Regions from separate parts of the Capra hircus genome. Here region 2 is linked to region 1. The links are chromatin contacts, called in public Hi-C maps. All regions are on one chromosome and are shown on one strand. Each heading gives the region's core, a stretch centred on a gene start, on an enhancer-like site or on the middle of the called end of the contact. The rest is flanking DNA. Distances are from core to core; before and after follow the strand shown. Region 1 has its middle 99 kb from the start of ZNF281. Region 2 has its middle 56 kb from the start of KIF14.

Region 1 (3,106 bases), core at 333-2,832:
GACTGTGAAGAAGGCTGAGCGCTGAAGAATTGATGCTTTTGAACTGTGGTGTTGGAGAAGACTCTCGAGAGTCCCTTGGACTGCAAGGAGATCCAACTAGTCCATTCTGAAGGAGATCAGCCCTGGGATTTCTTTGGCGGGAATGATGCTAAAGCTGAAACTCCAGTACTTTGGCCACCTCATGCGAAGAGTTGACTCATTGGAAAAGATTCTGATGCTGGGAGGGATTGGGGGCAGGAGGAGAAGGGGACGACCGAGGATGAGATGGCTGGATGGCATCCCTGACTCGACGGACGTGAGTCTGAGTGAACTCCGGGAGATGGTGATGGACAGGGAGGCCTGGCGTGCTGCGATTCATGGGGTCGCAAAGAGTCGGACACGACTGAGCGACTGAACTGAACTGAACTGAAAGACGTGCGGTGGCGGTGTTGTTCGTAAAGATGTGTGTGCGTACGACATAGCATCTGGTTCAGTGGAAGTGGGTTCACAAGCCACGTCTCTGCCCCTCACTCTTCTCACGTAGGGTCGCTTCACCGCCACCCTTCTAGGTCAGTAGATGCGTGCCTCGTGCATCCTTCTTAATCGTTGCATAATATTTCTTGGTACAGATGCCCAGCTGTCCCGTCTGCCCTTCCCTGACAGATGGGCAGGGGGCTTGTGCTCAGTGTTTCACCACCACAACCAGAGCTGCAGGAATTATCTGTGTACGTGAGCTCACACATGTGGGTCCTATCCCCAGGACCCTGCATGCATTTTCCACTGATTCGGTGGTATTAGATTATATACCACCTTCTGCTCCTTACTCTCTCCACCATGCTCCAGGCCTTGGAGAGCCAGCGACGCGGTAATCACAGGCCTGATCTGTTGATGCTACAGGGCGCCCATTACCCCAGCCGGTTTAACACTGTAGCAACACAAGGCGTGCGGTTCTTTCAACAGAACTGCTGCTGAAAAGCTCATGTGCTTAGCAGTAGAGCACCAAAAGGAAAAACAGTAATTCTGCCTTTTTTCAAACTCTTAACAAGTTCGATTTTGGAAAACTTCTACGACCTGGGGCACAGAGAGAAGAGGGAGACAGCCAAGGAGGGCTCATACTTGTTGAGAATCTACCGTGTGCCAGCTCTTTAGAAAAACCTTATTTGGTGCACAACACAAGCCTTAGGGTATTATCTTATCCACTGATCAGATGAGGAAGCTGAGGGCTGGAGGTTCGCCGAAAGTTCTCCTTGAGCTGGGGCGGGGGCGCAAGGGTCCCAAGCCGCGCCCACCTGCTCCTGAGCCTCTGCGCTTCTCGCGCCTCTTCCTAAGCTTCAACCCAGACAAATGTCTCACTTTTCTGAAAAGGATTCATGAGTGTCAGGGGGCGGGGGAGTGAGCAGGCCACAGGAGGCACGTAACGTATCACAAGGGAGGACTTCCCTGGGCTCCAGTGATTACAAATCCACCGGCCAGTGCAGGAGACACGGCTCTGTCCTGGTACAGGAAGACCTCACCTGCCACCGGGCAACTCCACCCGTGTGTCACAGCGACACAGCCTGTGCTCCAGAGCCCCAGAGCCGCAGTGACCGGAGGCCCCTCACCCGGAGTCGGTGCCCCACAGTGAGAGAAAGCCACCCGCCAAGAAGCCCGCCCACCACCAGGAAGGGCAGCCCCCTCACCGCAAGCTGAGGGCTGCCCACAGAGCAGTGAGGACCCAGCACTGCCTGAAGCAAGCAGGCAGATCATCTGTTTTAAAAAGCTGCACAAAGTCGCCAATAGACAGTCCCATCCAAGGACTCTGAGAACACTGGACCACAGATACTCTTCCCGGCAAAAATTACTGGGCTTAAATGAAAGTTCCAAGAAGCTCCGACCAGCTGGGATCCCACAGCCATCCCAGGGCTCGCGTCCAGCACTGGGCTTCCTCTTCCCCAACGTGTGGGTGCAATCTGGCCACACGCTGTAGTCAGGGTATGTAAGGACCCCAGAAACCATCACAGCACTGTCAGCAGAAAAGCCCGAAAGGAGCAGATGACATGGTTCAGCACGGATGAGACAGAGAGGAATGTTAAGAGTTTACACAGTTTTCCACCAAAGGCTCCAAAGTCAGAACAGGGGCCACATGATTGCTGCGATTTTTTTTATTTTTTTAAATCTGGCTGTGCCAGGTCTTCGTTGCATCAAGTGGGACCATCACTGCAGCATGTAGGACCTAGTTCCTCCACCAGGGATCGAACGCAAGCCCCTGCATCAGGATGGCGGAGTCTTAACCACTGCACCACCAGGGAAGCCCCTCACTGAGATGAAAGTGAGCCGAGACCCAGCACTTCACAGGGGGCAGTGGGTTCCGTCCACACCACCAATCACGCAACCGACTGGCTCTGGGTCGTGAGGAGGATGAGGCAGCTGAAGAGAAACCTGGGAGCCCTGAGGGAGACAGGAGCACAGGAAATGCACGCCGTCTGACCCATCTGACAACTGGTGGAGAGCCTCCGACCTGAAGGGCTCTCGGGCCCCCAGGGAAGAGGCAAGTGCGACAAAAAGCACAGGGCAGGCAGACAGAAGCCAGCTCAAAGCCGGAAGCGGCATGGAGGTGCCTCCCGGGGGGTCCAGTGCTTAAGACCTCACCTTCTGGGGCAGGGGCTGCGGGTTCTGGCCCTGGTCAGGTGGTTAAGATCCCACACGCCTCTCGCCCCAAAATCCAAAACTTAAAACGGAAGCACTATTGCAACAAATTCAATGAAGACTTTAAAGGTGGTCTGCATCCAGTGTGTGCATATATATACACACACAGACGGGATTCTCCCTGCGGAGCCACGAGGGCCGCACAGAAGAGACGGCCTCTGGCCAAGACCTTGAAGGAGGACTAGGAACTAACAGACACCCTGACGTCCAACGTTCATCACCAGGTCACTGGGGCCAGCACTGCTCAGGCAGCTTCATGTGCGGTATGCCATCCACGCGTCAGAACCATGATTGCAGACCTTGTGTGTGTTAAAGGTGTTACAGGGTTAAGAAAACGAGGCTCAGAGAGGTTAGTCAACATGTCCTCAAAGTCACGGGTAAGTAGTAGGACAGAAATGGAATCCAGGTCTTTTTTACTCCAAAAAGTCTAGGTTCCCTCTAT
Region 2 (3,106 bases), core at 346-2,845, 170 kb after region 1:
GCAACTCTCACATCACAGAATACTACCTTGATTTTTTCCAACCATTTAAAAATGCAAACCCATCCTCAGCAAGGAGGTCAGACAAGAACACGCAGGGAGGCCTCACCTGGCTGCCGCTCAGAATCCTCTGCTGTAGAAGAACACAGTCAGAACCAAACACAGGAAGTATCAAAGCTGCGCATCAGCGGACCATCCTGCAGGAGACACGATGGCGGGAACAGACTGCACCCACCCCCCTCCATTCCCGCCCTCCCGGGACGCCCCAGCTAGACTCCTTCTCAAGCTGCAGGCAGCTGTGAGACGCGGGGCTATCTTGGGTGGGCTTGCTTTTAGTCCCATCCTTACTGGGGAAATTTCAGGCTGCAGGAGAGGCAGGCCCTCAGGACGGGGTGGCTCGAACCAGAGCTTTAATAACTCAATCCCAGAGCCCACAGCGGCTCTACCTGGAGGCGGGTTTTACTGTCCTTGGGTCATAAAAATACTAGCTCCGGTCCCCCCGGGAATGATTTATAGTTGATTTACACAAAAACAGGCCTATTAAATATGAGCCCCAAAGATTTGGGGGCTTGGAGACATGAAAACTGGAGGCAGATGAAGTGAGTCCCACTCTGGGGGGCCCTCTCCCCAAGGGGACGCCCGGAGGGGTGCTGCCCACGGAGGCTGGGAGGGGAGGCTGCAGGCAGAAACTGCGTGCTCACCTGTCTTTGGAAGCGAATCTCTCTCACTTATTCGTCGGGGCGAGGGGCCAGGCTTCATGCACCACACACAGCCCTGGGCAAGAGAAACACTGAAACGCAAAATAATCCCCTTTGGAGAATTAAAAAAAAGAAAAAAGAAAATAGGATTGTGGAGAAGATAGAAGAGAAGAGAGAGGTGTTTATCGTGGACAAAACAGAGAACCGCAGCCGCGTGGATGGACCCAGAGATTATCCTACTAAGTGAGGTGAGTCAGACAGAGGAAGGCAAACGTCGCAAGATAACACTCATATGTGGAATCTTAGAATTACACAAATGAACTCATTTACAAAACAGAGACAGACACAAACACAGAAAACAGACTTATGCTCTCCAAAGGGGAAAGGTATGGGGAAGGATAAGTTAGGAGCTGGGGTTAACAGTAGATACATACTACTATACATAAAGTAGGTGAGCCACAAGGACCTGCTGTGTAGCGCAGAGAACTCTACTCAATATTCTGTTATAACGTGAACGGGGAAAGAACCTGAAAAAGAATAGATGTATGTATATGTATGACTAATCTCCTTGCCGTACACCTGAAACTTACGCATTGTTAATCAATTTTACTGCACTGAAATAAAACTTTAAGAAATAATGATGAGAAGCATTTTCCTTAAAAAGGAAAAAGGAGAGAGAATCCACTTGGAGATGGATTCTTCTTGTCTTTGGGGACGAAAAGAAGATCAGGGAGACGGATGAGGGCGGGGTAAGGAGCTGTGAAGGAGAAAAACCCAGGAGGTGGTGTTGACTGAGGGTCCCTCGGGGCCTGCAGGGGCGGCCCCTGGGGTACAGCCCAGCGCGGCTTCTGCTCCCTGCCAACCCCAGCCCCCAGCAGGCTCTGCCGCGGTGACCGTCGTAAACATGTTTTATGAGCCACGCTGCTGGCTGCAGCCTCACCTTCCCCAGAACAAAGACCAGTGTCCAACGGCAGCGACAGCGAGACGAGCAGCCTGACCCTCACCTCGCTGGTGGGCTTCGCACGCGAAAGCTTGGCGGGTCGGATGGGCAGGGCCCGGAGTCGATTTCTGTAGCAACACTGATGCTTTTCCCAGGTTCACGGGGGAGTTTTCCAATTACACACACACAAAAATGAAACCCGCAGACCCAACAGCACTGAAGAGAGGCCCCAGAACGCTCGCTGGAACACCAAAAGCTGCTTCTCATTAAAGCAGAGCCTTAGTGGGAAAGTTTAACTGGAGAACTTAGGGGAGAAGGTAGACACCGAAAGCTCCGCAGAAATAATTCTACGTGAGAAAAAGCAGAGCTGTCCGCTGAAGCCCCCTTTGCTGACCTGGTCCCAAGCCCCGGCTTCCCCACTGTCCTGATCACAGAGATTCAAATGTCCTCAATTGCATTGATTTCTCAAGAGTAGTCAAAAAGGTGACCGAATATTTTTAGCAGTTCATGAAAGTGAAAGTGTTAGTCACTCAGCCTCAGCCGACTCTTTGCAACCCCATGGACTGTAGCCCACCAGGCTCCTCTGTCCAGGGGGATTCTCCAGGCAAAAATACCACGGGGGGGACAGGTTGCCATGCCCTCCTCCAAGGGATCTTCCCAATCCAGGGGTCGAACCCAGGTCTCCTAATTGCAGGCGGATTCTTCACCATCTGAGCCACCAGGGTGAGCGTAATCCCAGGTCAGGGTCTCCACTCCTTGTTTCAGGGGGAAGATGTCCGCAGTTTCATTGTTTCTTTCTTCAGTTTGGGAACCAAGTTTCATTACTAGTAGTATTGTTATGATTATTACTTTGGCCCCACCCTGCGGCTTGTAGGATCTCAGTTCCCCAACCAAGGATCAAACCCAGGCCCTCAGCAGTCAAAGCACCAAGTCCTAACCACTGGACCATCAGGAAAATCTCTGGATCAAAAATTTCCAAACATTAGCCAGATTCTTGGGTGAATACAAAAATCGAGTTTTGTTTGGGGGAGGGGGCAGGAGGTTAACAGTGAGTTATGAGGATGCTTGAGGGTACTGCAAATGTCCACACAAAGCCCGGAGTTTGACTGGGGGATCAGATGTAAGGTGTAAGAAAAATAGGAGCTCACGTTGTTTTTAATTGACTTTGAAGACAGATCCACGTTCAAGTCCTGTTCCTACCACTTAGCTGTGCAGCCTGAAGCAAGTTACTCACCCTTTCCTGGCCTGTCTCCTCACCTGTGAATTTACAGCAGCAGCAACTTTTGTGTGTGAGGTTAAATGAGACCGCACACTCGAAGCCCGCGGACGCGCCTATCGCACAGTTGGTGTTGCTCACTTGCTCAGTTGTGCCAGACTCTTTGCACCCCATGGACTGCAGCACGCCAGGCCTCCCCATCCTTGATTATTTCCCAGCTTGTCCATCGAGTCGGTGATGCCATCCAACCATCTC

The links. Hi-C and Micro-C count contacts between places; a contact is called where the count stands out from the background.
Region 2: a Hi-C map of blood shows a contact between it and region 1, with 6 times the contacts expected there. The contact joins two enhancer-like sites. A contact is called at or near these places in 2 of 5 Hi-C or Micro-C datasets (both in blood).

Annotation. Positions count from the first base shown.
Region 1 is chr16:77,613,964-77,617,069 of ARS1.2, forward strand. No RefSeq gene overlaps it. Among named protein-coding and RNA genes, the nearest start is that of ZNF281, 99 kb to the right of the region's middle. Within about 2 kb of position 1,583, at least 1 of the 5 cell types and tissues checked has an H3K27ac peak or open chromatin away from gene starts, as enhancers often do.
Region 2 is chr16:77,781,501-77,784,606 of ARS1.2, forward strand. No RefSeq gene overlaps it. Among named protein-coding and RNA genes, the nearest start is that of KIF14, 56 kb to the right of the region's middle. Within about 2 kb of position 1,596, at least 1 of the 5 cell types and tissues checked has an H3K27ac peak or open chromatin away from gene starts, as enhancers often do.